2 separate regions of the Mustela erminea genome follow, and region 2 is linked to region 1. The links are chromatin contacts, called in public Hi-C maps. All regions are on one chromosome and are shown on one strand. The core of a region is the stretch at or near the end of the contact, and the rest is flanking DNA. Distances in the headings are between cores, read along the strand shown. Region 1 has its middle 230 kb from the start of JMJD4. Region 2 has its middle 800 kb from the start of JMJD4.

What was found. Hi-C and Micro-C count contacts between places; a contact is called where the count stands out from the background.
Region 2: a contact with region 1 is called in a Hi-C map of fibroblasts, with 3 times the contacts expected there. The contact joins two enhancer-like sites. A contact is called at or near these places in 2 of 3 Hi-C or Micro-C datasets (fibroblasts and spleen).

The regions. Positions count from the first base shown.
Region 1 is chr3:4,357,962-4,363,700 of mMusErm1.Pri, reverse strand. No RefSeq gene overlaps it. Among named protein-coding and RNA genes, the nearest start is that of JMJD4, 230 kb to the right of the region's middle. Within about 2 kb of position 3,365, the one cell type or tissue checked has open chromatin away from gene starts, as enhancers often do. A contact at or near this core is called in fibroblasts, where this site is marked.
Region 2 is chr3:4,925,541-4,931,639 of mMusErm1.Pri, reverse strand. No RefSeq gene overlaps it. Among named protein-coding and RNA genes, the nearest start is that of JMJD4, 800 kb to the right of the region's middle. Within about 2 kb of position 2,884, the one cell type or tissue checked has open chromatin away from gene starts, as enhancers often do. A contact at or near this core is called in fibroblasts, where this site is marked.

The sequences.
Region 1 (5,739 bases), core at 2,116-4,615:
GGCTCTGTGATGCCCCACCCCCCCGTTTATGAAGAGGCCATCATGGACAGGAACTCCAAACTGAGCCAACGGCTGATCCTCGCCTAGACTTCAGATGCAGGAGACCTCGATTCTGTTCTGCAGAGTGTGCCTGCCTTGCCCTCGCCCTGAAACCTAAGTCCAGCTTGTGTTCTCAGACTTCTGTACTCACTCTCCTGCACTCCAAGCCCTCAAGTTTGGCAACTCCGGACCCACAATGCAGCACTCTGCCTGCCATCCAGAAGAAAAATGTTGCCCTATGGAGCTTCTCAGACACCCTGAATGAGGGTAGACCCACATGGCACTCGACGGTACCCAAATTATATAGTCTCACCTGGGCACTAATGCACTGTCTGACACAGCCTGAGCCCAGACCACCTGACCAAAACACAGAAATCTGACTGCACACTGAGCACATCGGACCCACCATGGCCCTAGCTCGTCGTCTCTTCCCAACCTCGGTTTTCAGGCTTCAGACCTTAGACCTTAACTCCAAACCCTGCCATGGGTGAACTTGATGCAGAAATCAGAACTCCTCCTTCCCCATGGCAAGAAACCTTGTGGTTGCCACGTTGTCCAAATTCAGTGTAGGAGAAACCAGTGTTCACCATGAGGCCCCGCCCATGCTTGAGTGCTGCTTGGGCATAAACACACATTGTTACCCTCAGCGTGAGCCCTGTCTTCTAGTAAGTCCTCTCAGTGGCGGGACCATTAGATGTCATAATGGGCTTGACAAGCCCCTAGGTCCCAATTTTTAACCAGATTTCTGGTTGTCCAGTCGCTCCTCCCCAGGGCTCTGCTATGGAATCCGTCTTTTGGTGAGACACCTGAGGTAACAAAACAGAAAGGACTCCTCCCATCTAACAAATTGACCGAAAACTCTTGGGATCGGGCCAAATCCACAGAGAAGACTCGCCAATGGCTCATGAGGCCTCCCCGACATTACACGATGATCAGTGACACAAATTCCAGAGAAAAAAGCCTGAGCAAGTGCCTCACAGTCACCCTTTCTTCATATCCCAAAGAGTTCTCCCCACGGTCTGTAGAGCAGCCTTGCCATACCTCCGTCCCAAAACCTAAGCTGAGTTTGTGTTTTCAGAATTCTCTCCCCACAATCCGGGCCCACACAACCTCCAGGCTTGGGACCCTGGAGCCACGCATCAAGACTGTTCCTGCCCACTCCACGGGAATTCTGCCCTTTCCATTGTCCACAATCCTACAAATTAGGAGAAACCTCCAAAGTCCCCGAGGCCATCCCAATAGTTTAGACGGCCCGGACAAACAGGGGCGGTCTGACACCAGCTGAGCAACTACCTCAACTCACACCCTAGACAGATGTCGCCAGAGAAGGAGATTGAACCAGACAGGCCCCTAGGCCTTAATCGGATCCATTGCTTTGGTTTCTAGGTATCTCTCCTCAGAGACGTGGTTTCCAATACCAGCATATGGGGTATTCCTGAGGCACCAATCAGAACAAATCTCATCTCCAAATGGGAAACTTGCTCTTTGGAGCTGTCTCAAAACCTCCGGTTAGGAGAATCCTTCAGGGCCCCAGTGCCACCACCTCATTCCAAGATCTCCATGGACACAAACCCACATTAGGACCCAACAGCAGGAGTTTCCATTTCAACTCAGGCCCCTCGGTTGCTCCTCCAAGCTAATAGATTGAACCTGTCTTGTCGTTAGGAGACAATTGGAATGTGAAGCAGGCTGTTCAGGCATCCATCCTTAGAACCCTGCTCTGGCGTCGTTCCATATGGGACGTCCTGGAGCCGTCCAACAGGTCTCAAATGTCCTGCAGAAGGAATCCCGGCGTTTTGGAGCATCTCACAACTCCCAACGTGGGAAAATCTTGATGGCTTTTTGATGTCCTTCCCCCCTTCATGAAGGGGCCATCATGGAGAGAAACTCCAACCTGAGCCTACTTCTGATCCTTGCCCTGAAACCTATGTCTAGTTTGTGTTCTCAGACTTCTGTCCTTATACTAGTTTCCCCCAAGCCCTCAAGTTTGGCAACTCCGGACTCACAATGCAGCACTCTGTCTGCCCTCCAGAAGAAAAATGGTGCCCTATGGAGCTTCCCAGACACCACAATTGATGATAAAACTAAATGACACTCAACTGTACCCAAATTATATAGTCTAACCTGGGTACTAATGCACTGTCTGATGCAACCTGAGCCCAGATGTCCTGAATACCACCCAGAGCTGACCGCACTCATCTCTTCCCAACCTCGGTTTTCAGGCTTCAGAACGTAAACATTAATTCCAAACCATGCCCAAAGGAGAACGTGATGAAGTAATCAGAACTCCTCCTTCCCCATGGCAAGAAACCTTGTGGTTGCCATGTTGTCCAACGTTCAGTGTAGGAAAACCTGCATTCACCATGAGGCCCCACCAAAGCTTGAATTCTGCGAGGGAATAAACACCCATGGTGACCCTCAGCCTGAGTCCTGTCTTCTAGTAAGTCCTCTCGGTGGATGGACCATTAGATGTCATAATGGGCTTGCCATGCCCCTAGCTCGCAATTTTTAACCATATTTCTGGTTGTCCAGTTGCCCCTCCCCAGGGCTCTGCTCTGGAATACCTCTTTTGGTGGGACAGCTGAGGTAATAAAACAGAAAGGACTCCTCCCATCCCACAGATAGAACCAAAGTTCTTGAGATAGGCCAAATCCATAGAGAGGAAGATTCACCCATGGCCCGTGAGGCCTCCCCAACATTCTGCGGCCATCGGTGACACAAAATCTGGAGACAAAAGTCTTAGCAAGCACCTCAAACTCGCCCTTTCTTCATATCTGGAAGAGTTCTCCCCACGTTCTGTAGATCGGGCCTGCCATAACTCCATCCCAAAACCTAAGCTGAGTTTGTGTTTTCAGACTTCTCTCCCCATAGTCCGGGCCCACACAACCTACAGAATGGGGCGCCTGGAATCACACTTCAGGATTGTGCCTGCCCACTCCACAGGAATTCTGCCCTTTCCATTGTCCACAATCCTACAAATTAGGAGAAACCTCCAAAGTCCCAGGGCCATCTCAATAACGTAGGCTGCCCGGACAAACAGGGGCGGTCTGACACCAAGTGAGCAACTACCTCCACTCATACCATAGAAAGATTTCACCAGAGAAGGAGATTGATACGGACAGGCCCCTAGGCCTTAATCGGATCTATTGCTTTGGTTTCCAGGTATCTCTCCTCAGAGGCCTGGTTTCCAATACCAGCATATGGGGGTTTCCTGAGGCACCAATCAGAACAAATCTCATCTCCAGTTGGGAAACGAGCTCTTTGTAGCTGTCTCAAAACCTCTGGTTAGGAAAACCCTTCAGGGCCCCAGTGCCACCGCCCCATTCCAAGGTCTCCATGGACACAAACCCACATTAGGACCCATCCGCAGGAGATTCCATTTCAACTCAGCCGCCTCGGTTGCTCCCCCAGAGCCAGCAGATGGAACCTGTCCTGTCGCTAGGAGACAATTGGAATGGGAGGCAGGCTGTCTAAGCATCCATCTTTAGAACCCTGCTCTGGCGTCATTATGTATGGGACATCCTGGTGCCATCCAACAGGTCTCCAATGTCCTGCATAAGAAATCATTGCATGTTGGAGCATCTCACAACTCCCAACGTGGGAAAACCTCGATAGCTTTGTGATGCCTCCCCCTCACTTTATGAAGGGACCATCATGGAGAGACACAAAAACCTGAGCCTACGTTTGTTCATTGCTCTGACTCGAGATGCACGAGATCTCGATTCAGCTCTGCGGGGTGTGCTTGCCGTGCCTTCGCCCTGAAACCTAAGTCTAGCTCGTGTTCTCAGACTTCTGTCCTCACACTCGTGTATCCCAAGCCCTCAAGTTTGGCAACTCCGGACCCACAGTGCAGCACTCTGCCTGCCAACCAGAAGAAACATGTTGCCCTAGGGAGCTTCCCAAACACCCCAAATGAGGATGGAACTACATGGCACTCGACTGTACCCAAATTATATAATCTAACCTGGGCACTAATGCACTGTCTGTCACAACCAGAGCCCGGACCTCCTGACCAATACTCAGACAGCTGACTGCACACTGAGCACATCAGACCCGCCATGGCCTTAGCACTTCATCTCTTCCCAACCTAGCTTTTCAGGCTTCAGAACTTAGACCTTAACTCCAAACCCAGCCAAGGGGTGAATGTGATGCAGAAATCAGAACTCCTCCTTTCCCATGGCAAAAAACCTTGTGGTTGGAATGTTGTCCAACGTTCAGTGTACGAGAAACGAACGCACATCATGATGCCCCGCCCATGCTTGAGTGCTGCGAGGACATAAACACACATGGTGACTCTCAGCATGAGTCCTGTCCTCTAGTAAGTCCTCTCAGTGGTTGGACCATTAGACATCATAATGGGCTTGCCATGCCCCTAGGTCCCAATTTTTAACCATATTTCTGTTTGTCCAGTTGCCCTTCCCCAGGACTCTGCTCTGGAATCCCTCTTTTGGAGGGACACCTGAGGTAACAAAACAGAAAGGACTCCTCCCATCTTACAGATTGTCCCAAAACTCTTGGGATCAGACCAAATCCACAGAGACGAATACTCGCCCATGGCCCATGAGGCCTCCCCGACATTCCACATCCATCGGTGACACAAAATCCAGAGACAAAAGCCTGAGCAAGCGCCTCACACTCGCCCTTTTTTCATAAACTGAAGAGTTCCCCATGTTCTATAGATCGGGCCTGCCATACCTACATCCCCAAACCTAAGCTGAGTTTGTGTTTTTAGACTTCTGTCCCCACAGTCCGTGACCACACAGCCTCCATGCTGGGGTCCCTAGAGCCACACATCAAGACTGTGCCTGCCCACTCCATGGGAATCCTGCTCATTACATAGTCTACAATCCTACAAATTAGGAGAAACCTCCAAAGTCCCCAAGACCATCCCAATAGTGTAGGCTGCCCGGACAAACATGGGCAGTCTGTCACCAGCTGAGCAATTACCTCCACTCATACCATACAGATGTTTCCAGAGAGCATTGAACTGGACAGGCCCCTATGCCCTAATTGGAACCATTGCTTTGGTTTCCAGGTATCTCTCCTCAGAGTCCTGGTTTCCAATACCAGCATAAGGGGGATTCCTGAGGCACCAATCAGAACAAATCTCGTCTCCACATGGGAAACTTGCTCTTTGGACATGTCTCAAAACCTCCAGTTAGGAGAATACCTCAGGGCCCCAGTACCACCGGCACATTCCAAGGTCTTCACGGACACAAACCCACATAAGGACCCATCCACAGGAGATTCCATTTCAATTCAGCCCCCTCGGTTGCTTCCCCAGAGCCAGCTGATTGAACCTGGCTTGTCTTTAGGAGACAATTATAATGCAAGGCGGCCTGCTCAGGGATCCATCCTTAGAACTCTGCTCTGGTGTCATTCCGTATGGGACGTCCTGGAGCCATCAACAGGTCTCAAATGTCCTACCGAAGGAATCCCTGCCTTTTGTATCATCTCACAACTCCCAAAGAGGGAAAACTTCGATGGCTTGTGATGCCCCCCCCCTTTATGTAGGGGCCATCTTGGACAGGAACTCCAAACTGAGCCAACGTCTGATCCTCACCATGACTTCAGATGCACGAGATCCCAATTCAGCTCTGCAGAGTGTGCCTGATTTGCCCTCGCCCTGAAACTTAAGTCTAGCTTGTGTTCTCAGTCTTCCGTCCTCACTCTCCCGGCCCCAAATCCCTCATGTTTGGC
Region 2 (6,099 bases), core at 1,635-4,134, 570 kb before region 1:
GAGGGAGACTCGTCCATTGCCCATGAGGACACCCGACATTCCAAGGTGACACAATATCCAGAGACAAAAGCCTGAGCAAGTTTCTCACACTTGCCCTTTGTTGATATCCCGAAGAGTACTCCTCACGGTCTGTAGATCAGTCCTGCCATACCTACGACCCGAAACCTAAGCCGAGTTTGTGTTTTCAGACAAATGTCCCCACAGCCCCACCCCACACATCCTACAGGCTCAGGCCCCTGGAGCCAAACCTGAGGACTGTACCTGCCCTCTCCAAGGGAATTCTGCCCATTCCATTGGCCACAACCCTACAAATAGGATAAACCTCCAAAGTCCCCGAGGCCATCCAAATAGTGTAGGTCGCCCGGGACAAACAGGGGCAATCTGAGCCCATCTGAGCACCTACCTACCTGCACTCAGACCCATAGACAGATATCCCCAGAGAAGAAAATTGGAACGAACAGGCCCCTAGGCCCTATCAGATCCATTGCTTTGGTTTCGAGGTGTCTCTCCTCAGAGGCCTGGATTCCAATACCAGCATATGGCTGTTTCTTGAGGCACCATCAGAACAAATCTCGTCTCCACCTGGGAAACGTTCCCACTGGAGCTGTGTCAAAGCCTCTGGTTAGGAGAACCCTTCAGGGCCCTGGTGCCACTGCCTCATTCCAAGGTCTCCATGGACATAAACCGACATTAGGACCCATCCGCAGGAGAGCCCATTTCAACTCAGCCCCCTCGATTGCTCCCCCAGACCCAGCAGATCGAACTTGTCTTGTCTCTAGGAGACAATTATAATGAGAGGCAAGCTGCCCAGCCATCCATCCTTAGAAACCTGCTCAGAATCATTCTGTCTGGGACCTCCTGGAGCCCACCAACTGGTCTTAATGGTCCCGCAGAAGAATCTTTATGGTTTGGGGCATCTCACAACTACAATCGTTGGAAAACCTCCATGGCCTCACGTTCCCCCCCTTCATGAAGGGGCCATCAGGGACAGAAACTCCAAACTGAGTGATCTTCTGATCCTCACCCTGACATCAAATGCATGAGACTTCCCGACCCACACTTACCCAGCTGGCCGCACACTGAGCACATCGGACCCCCCATGGCCCTAGGTTGTCATCTCTTCCCAAACTCGGTTTTCAGGCTTCAGAACCTAGACCTTATCTCCAATCACTGCCCAGGGTTGAACATGATGCAGAAATCATAATTCCTTCCCCATGGCAAGAAACCTTGTGGTTGGCATGTTGTCCAACGTTCAGTGTAGTTGAAACCAGTGTGGCCCATGAGGCCACATGCCGCCCATGCTTGAGGGCCGTGTTGGTCACAAACACGCATTGTGCCCTTCAGCATGAGCACTGCCTCAAGTAAGGCCTCTCAATGGATGGACCAAGAGACGGCATATTGGGCTTGCTATGCCGCTAGGCACCAATTTTTAACCAGAGTTCGGGTTGTCCAGTTGCCCCTCCCCAGGCTCGGCTCTGGAATCCCTCTTTTGTTGGGACACCTGAGGTAACAAAACAGCAAGCACTCCTCCAATCCCACATATTGACCCAAAACTCTTGGTATCAGGCCAAATCCACAGAGAGGAAGATTCGTCCATGGCCCATGAGGCCTCCGCGACATTCCACTGCCATCATTACACAAAATCCAGAGAAGAAGCCTGAGCAAGTGCCTCACACTCGCCCTTTCTTCATATCCCAAAGAGTTCTCCTCACGATCTGTAGATCGGACCTGCCATACCTACGTCCCCAAACCTAAGTTGAGATTGTGTTTTCAGACATCTGTACCCACATTCCAGGCCCACATACCCTCCAGGTTGGGGCCACTGGAGCCACACATCAGGACTGTGCCTGCCCACTCCATGGAATTCTGCCCATTCCATTGTCCACAATCATACAAATTTGGAGAAACCTCCAAAGTCCCCAAAGACATCCCAATAGTGTAGGCCTCCCGGACAAACAGGGGCGGTCTAACAAAAGCCGAGCAACTACCTCCTTTCATACCATAGACAGATGTCGCCAGAGAAGATTGAACCTGACAGGCCCCATGCCCTAATCAGATCCATTGCTTTGGTTTCCAGGTATTTCTCCTCAGAAGCCTGCTTTCTAATACCAGCATACGGGGGTTTCCTGAGGCACTAATCAGAACAAATCTCATCTGCACATAGGAAAATTGCTCTTTGTAGCTGTCTCATAACCTCCGGTTAGGAGAATCCTTCAGGGCCCCGGTGCCAGCACCCCATTCCAAGGTCTTCATGGACACAAACTGACATTAGGACCCATCTGCAGGAGAGTAGATTTCAACTCAGCCCCCTCAGTTGCTCCCCCAGAGCCAGAAGATCAAACCAGTCTTATCGCTAGGAGACAATTGGATTGCTAGGCCGGCTGTCCAGGCATCCATCCTTGGGATCCTGCTCTGGCCTTCTTCCATATGGGACGTCTTGGAGCCATCCAACAGGTCTCAAATGTCCTGAAGAAGGAATCCCTGCATTTTGGAGCATCTCAGAACTCCCGACGTGGGAAAATCTTGATGGCTTTGTGATGCCCAACCCCACTTCATGAAGGGGCCATCATGGACAGAAACTCCAACCTGAGCCTACGTCTGATCCTCGCCCTGACTCTAGATGCACGAGATCTCAATTCAGCTATGCAGAGTGTGCCTGCCTTGCCCTCGCCCTGAAACCTAAGCATAGCTTCTGTTCTCAGATTTCCATCCTCACACTCCTGGCCCCCAATCCCTCAAGTTTGGCAATTCCGGACCCACAGTGCAGAACTCTGCCTACCCTCCAGAAGAAAAATGTTGCCCTAATGAGCTTCTCTGACACCTTAAATGAGGATAAACCTACACGGCACTCGACTGTACCCAAATTATATAGTCGAACCTGGGCACTAATGCCCTGTTTGACACAGCCTGAGCCCGGACCTCCTGACCAACACCCAGACAGCTGACCACACACTGAACACATCGGATCTGCCATGGCCTTAGGTCATCATCTCTTCCCAACCTCGGTTTTCAGGCTTTAGAACCTAGAACTTATCTCCAATCATTGCCCAGGGGTGAACGTATTCCAGAAATCAGAACTCCTACTTCCCAATGTCAAGAAACTTTGTGGCTGGCATGTTGTCCAACATTCAGTGTAGGAGATACCAGTGTGGCCCTTGAATCCCCGCCCATGCTTGAGGGCTGCTTTGGGCAAAAACATGCATTGTGACCCTCAGTGTGAGCTCTGTCCTCAAGTAAGGCCTCTCAGTGGCTAGACCAAGAACCCCCATATGGGGCTTGCCAAGTCTTAGGCCCCCAATCTTACCCAGAGTTCAGGTGGTCCAGTCGCCTCTCCCCAGGGCTCTGCTCTGGAATCCCTCTTTTAGTGGCACACCTGAGGTAAAAGAACAGAATGGACTGCTCTCCTTTCACAGAATGACCCCAAAATCTTGGCATTGGGCCAAATCCCCAGAAAGGGAGAATCGTCCAAGGCCCAGGAGGCCACGCTGACATTCCACGACCATCGGTGACACAAAATCCAGAGACAAAATCCTGAGCAAGTGCCTCACGCTCACCCTTTGTTCGTATCATGAAGAGTTCTCAAGGTCTGCAGATCGGGCCTCCCATACCTACATCCTGAAAACTAAGCTGAGTTTCTGTTTTCAGACTGTTGTCCCCACAGCTCTGGCCCACACACCCTCCACACTTGGGCCCCTGGAGCCACACCTCAGGACTGTGCCTTCCCTCCCCAAAGGAATTCTGCCCATTTCATTGGCCACAAACTTGCAAATTAGGAGAAACCTCCCAATTCACTGAGGCCATCCCAATAGTGTAGACCGCCCTGGACGAACAGGGGTTATCTGACACCAGCTGAGGAACTACCTCCCCTAAGACCCGTAGACAGATGTCCCCAGAAAAGAAGATTAAACCAGACAGGCCGCTAGCCCCTAGGCCCTAATAAGTTTCATTGCTTTGGTTTCCAGGCATCTCTCCTCAGAGTTCTGGTTTCCAATACCAGCATATGGGGAGTTACTGAAGCACCAATGAGAACAAATCTCATTTCCCTATGGGAAACTTTCTCATTGGAGCTGTGTCACAACCTACGGTTAGGAGAATCCTTCAGGGCCCCGGGGCCACTGCCCCATTCCAAGGTCTCAATGGACACAAACTCACATTATGACCTATCCTCAGGAGAGTCCATTTCAACTCAGGCCCATTGGTTGCTATGCCAAAGCCAGCAGATCAAACGTGTCCTGTTGCTAGGAGACAATTGGAATGAGGGGTGGGCTGCCCAGGCATCCATCCTTAAAATCCTTCTCTGGCGTTGTTCTGTATGGGACGTCCTGGAGCCATCCAACAGGTTTCAGTTGACCCACATAAAATCCTTGTGGTTTGGATCATCTTACTACTCCCATCATGGGAAAACCCCCATGACCTCATAATGACCCCCTTTCATGAAGGGGCTATCATGGACAGAAACTCCAACCTGAACCAACATCTGATCCTCACCCTTACTTCAGATGCAAGAAATCTCGATTCAGCTCTGCAGTGTGTGCCTGCTGTGCCCTCTCACCGAAACCTAAGCCTAGCTTGTGTTCTCAGACTTCCGTCCTTAGATTCAGCTCTGCAGTGTGTGCCTGCTGTGCCCTCTCACCGAAACCTAAGCCTAGCTTGTGTTCTCAGACTTCCGTCCTTATACTCCTGGCCCCAAAGCCCTCAAATTTGGAAATTCTGGAGCTACAATGCAGCACTCTGCCTGCCCTCCAGAAGAAAAACTTTGCCCTAGGGGGCTACCGAGAAACCCCAAATGATTATCTTCTGCATGCCCCTCGACTGTAACACAATTATATACAGCCTATCTGGGCGCTAATGCCCTGACTGGCACAACCTGAGCACAGACCTACTGGACGACACCTAGAAAGCTGGCCCCAAACTGAACACATCAGACACGTCATGGCCTTAGGTCGTCATCTCTTCTTAACCTCAGTTTTCAGGTTTCAGAACCTAGACCTTATCTCCAATCACTGCCAAGAGGTGAACGTGATGCAGAAATAAGAACTCCTCCTTCCCCATGTCAAGAAACCTTGTGGCTTGCATGTTGTGCAATGTTCAGTGTAGGAGAAACCTGCATGCTCAATGAAGCCCCACCCATGATTGAGGGCCGCCTTGGGCACAAACACGCATTGTGACCCTATGCGTGAGTCCCCTATTCAAGTAACACCTCTCAGTGGCTGGAACAAGAGCCCGCGTACCGGGCTTGCCATGTCCATATGCCCCCAGGCCTAACCAGAGGATGGGTATTCCAGTTGTCTGTACCCAGTGTTCTGCTCTAGAACAGCTCAGTTGGGGTGACACATGATACAGAGAACAGGACTCCTCCATTCCCACAGAATGATCCCAATTGTTTGAGAGCTGGGCAAATAACCAGAGAGGGAGACTCTTCCATGGGCCATGAATCCACCCCTACATTAAATGTCCATCGTGAATACAACATCCAGAGACATAAGCCTGAACGACCGCCTCCCACTAAACCTCCTTTTATATTGCGAGGAGCTCCCCTCACGGACTGTAGATCAGTCCTGCCATAACCATGGCCCCAAATCTCAGCTGAGTTTGTGTTTTTGGATGTCTGTGCCCACATCCCTGGCCCACACAGCCACCAGGCTGGGGCCTCTGGAACCACACCACAGGACTGTCCTGCTCTCTCCTAGGAGACTGTGCCCATTCCATTGAACACAACCCTACAGAATAGGAGAAACCTCAAGGCCCCCAAAGGACATCCCACTACTGTAAGCCGCCCAGGACAAACAGGGGCATCCTGACACAAGCTGAGCAACTACCTCCACACAGACACGTAGACTGATGTCCGGAGAGACAGAAGATTGAACTGGATAGGTCCCTAGGCCCTAATCTGAACTCTTGCTTTGGTTTCCAGGTGTCAAGCATGAGAGGCCAGGGTTTGAAGACAAGCATATGGGGCTTTCCTGAGGCACCAAACAGAATATCTCTCGTCTCCACATGGGAAGCTTTCTTCTTGATGCTGTGTCAAACCCTTCAGGTTGGAGAGTCCTGGAGAGTCCCTGAGCCACCGCCACATTCCAAGGTCTCCATGGCTACCAA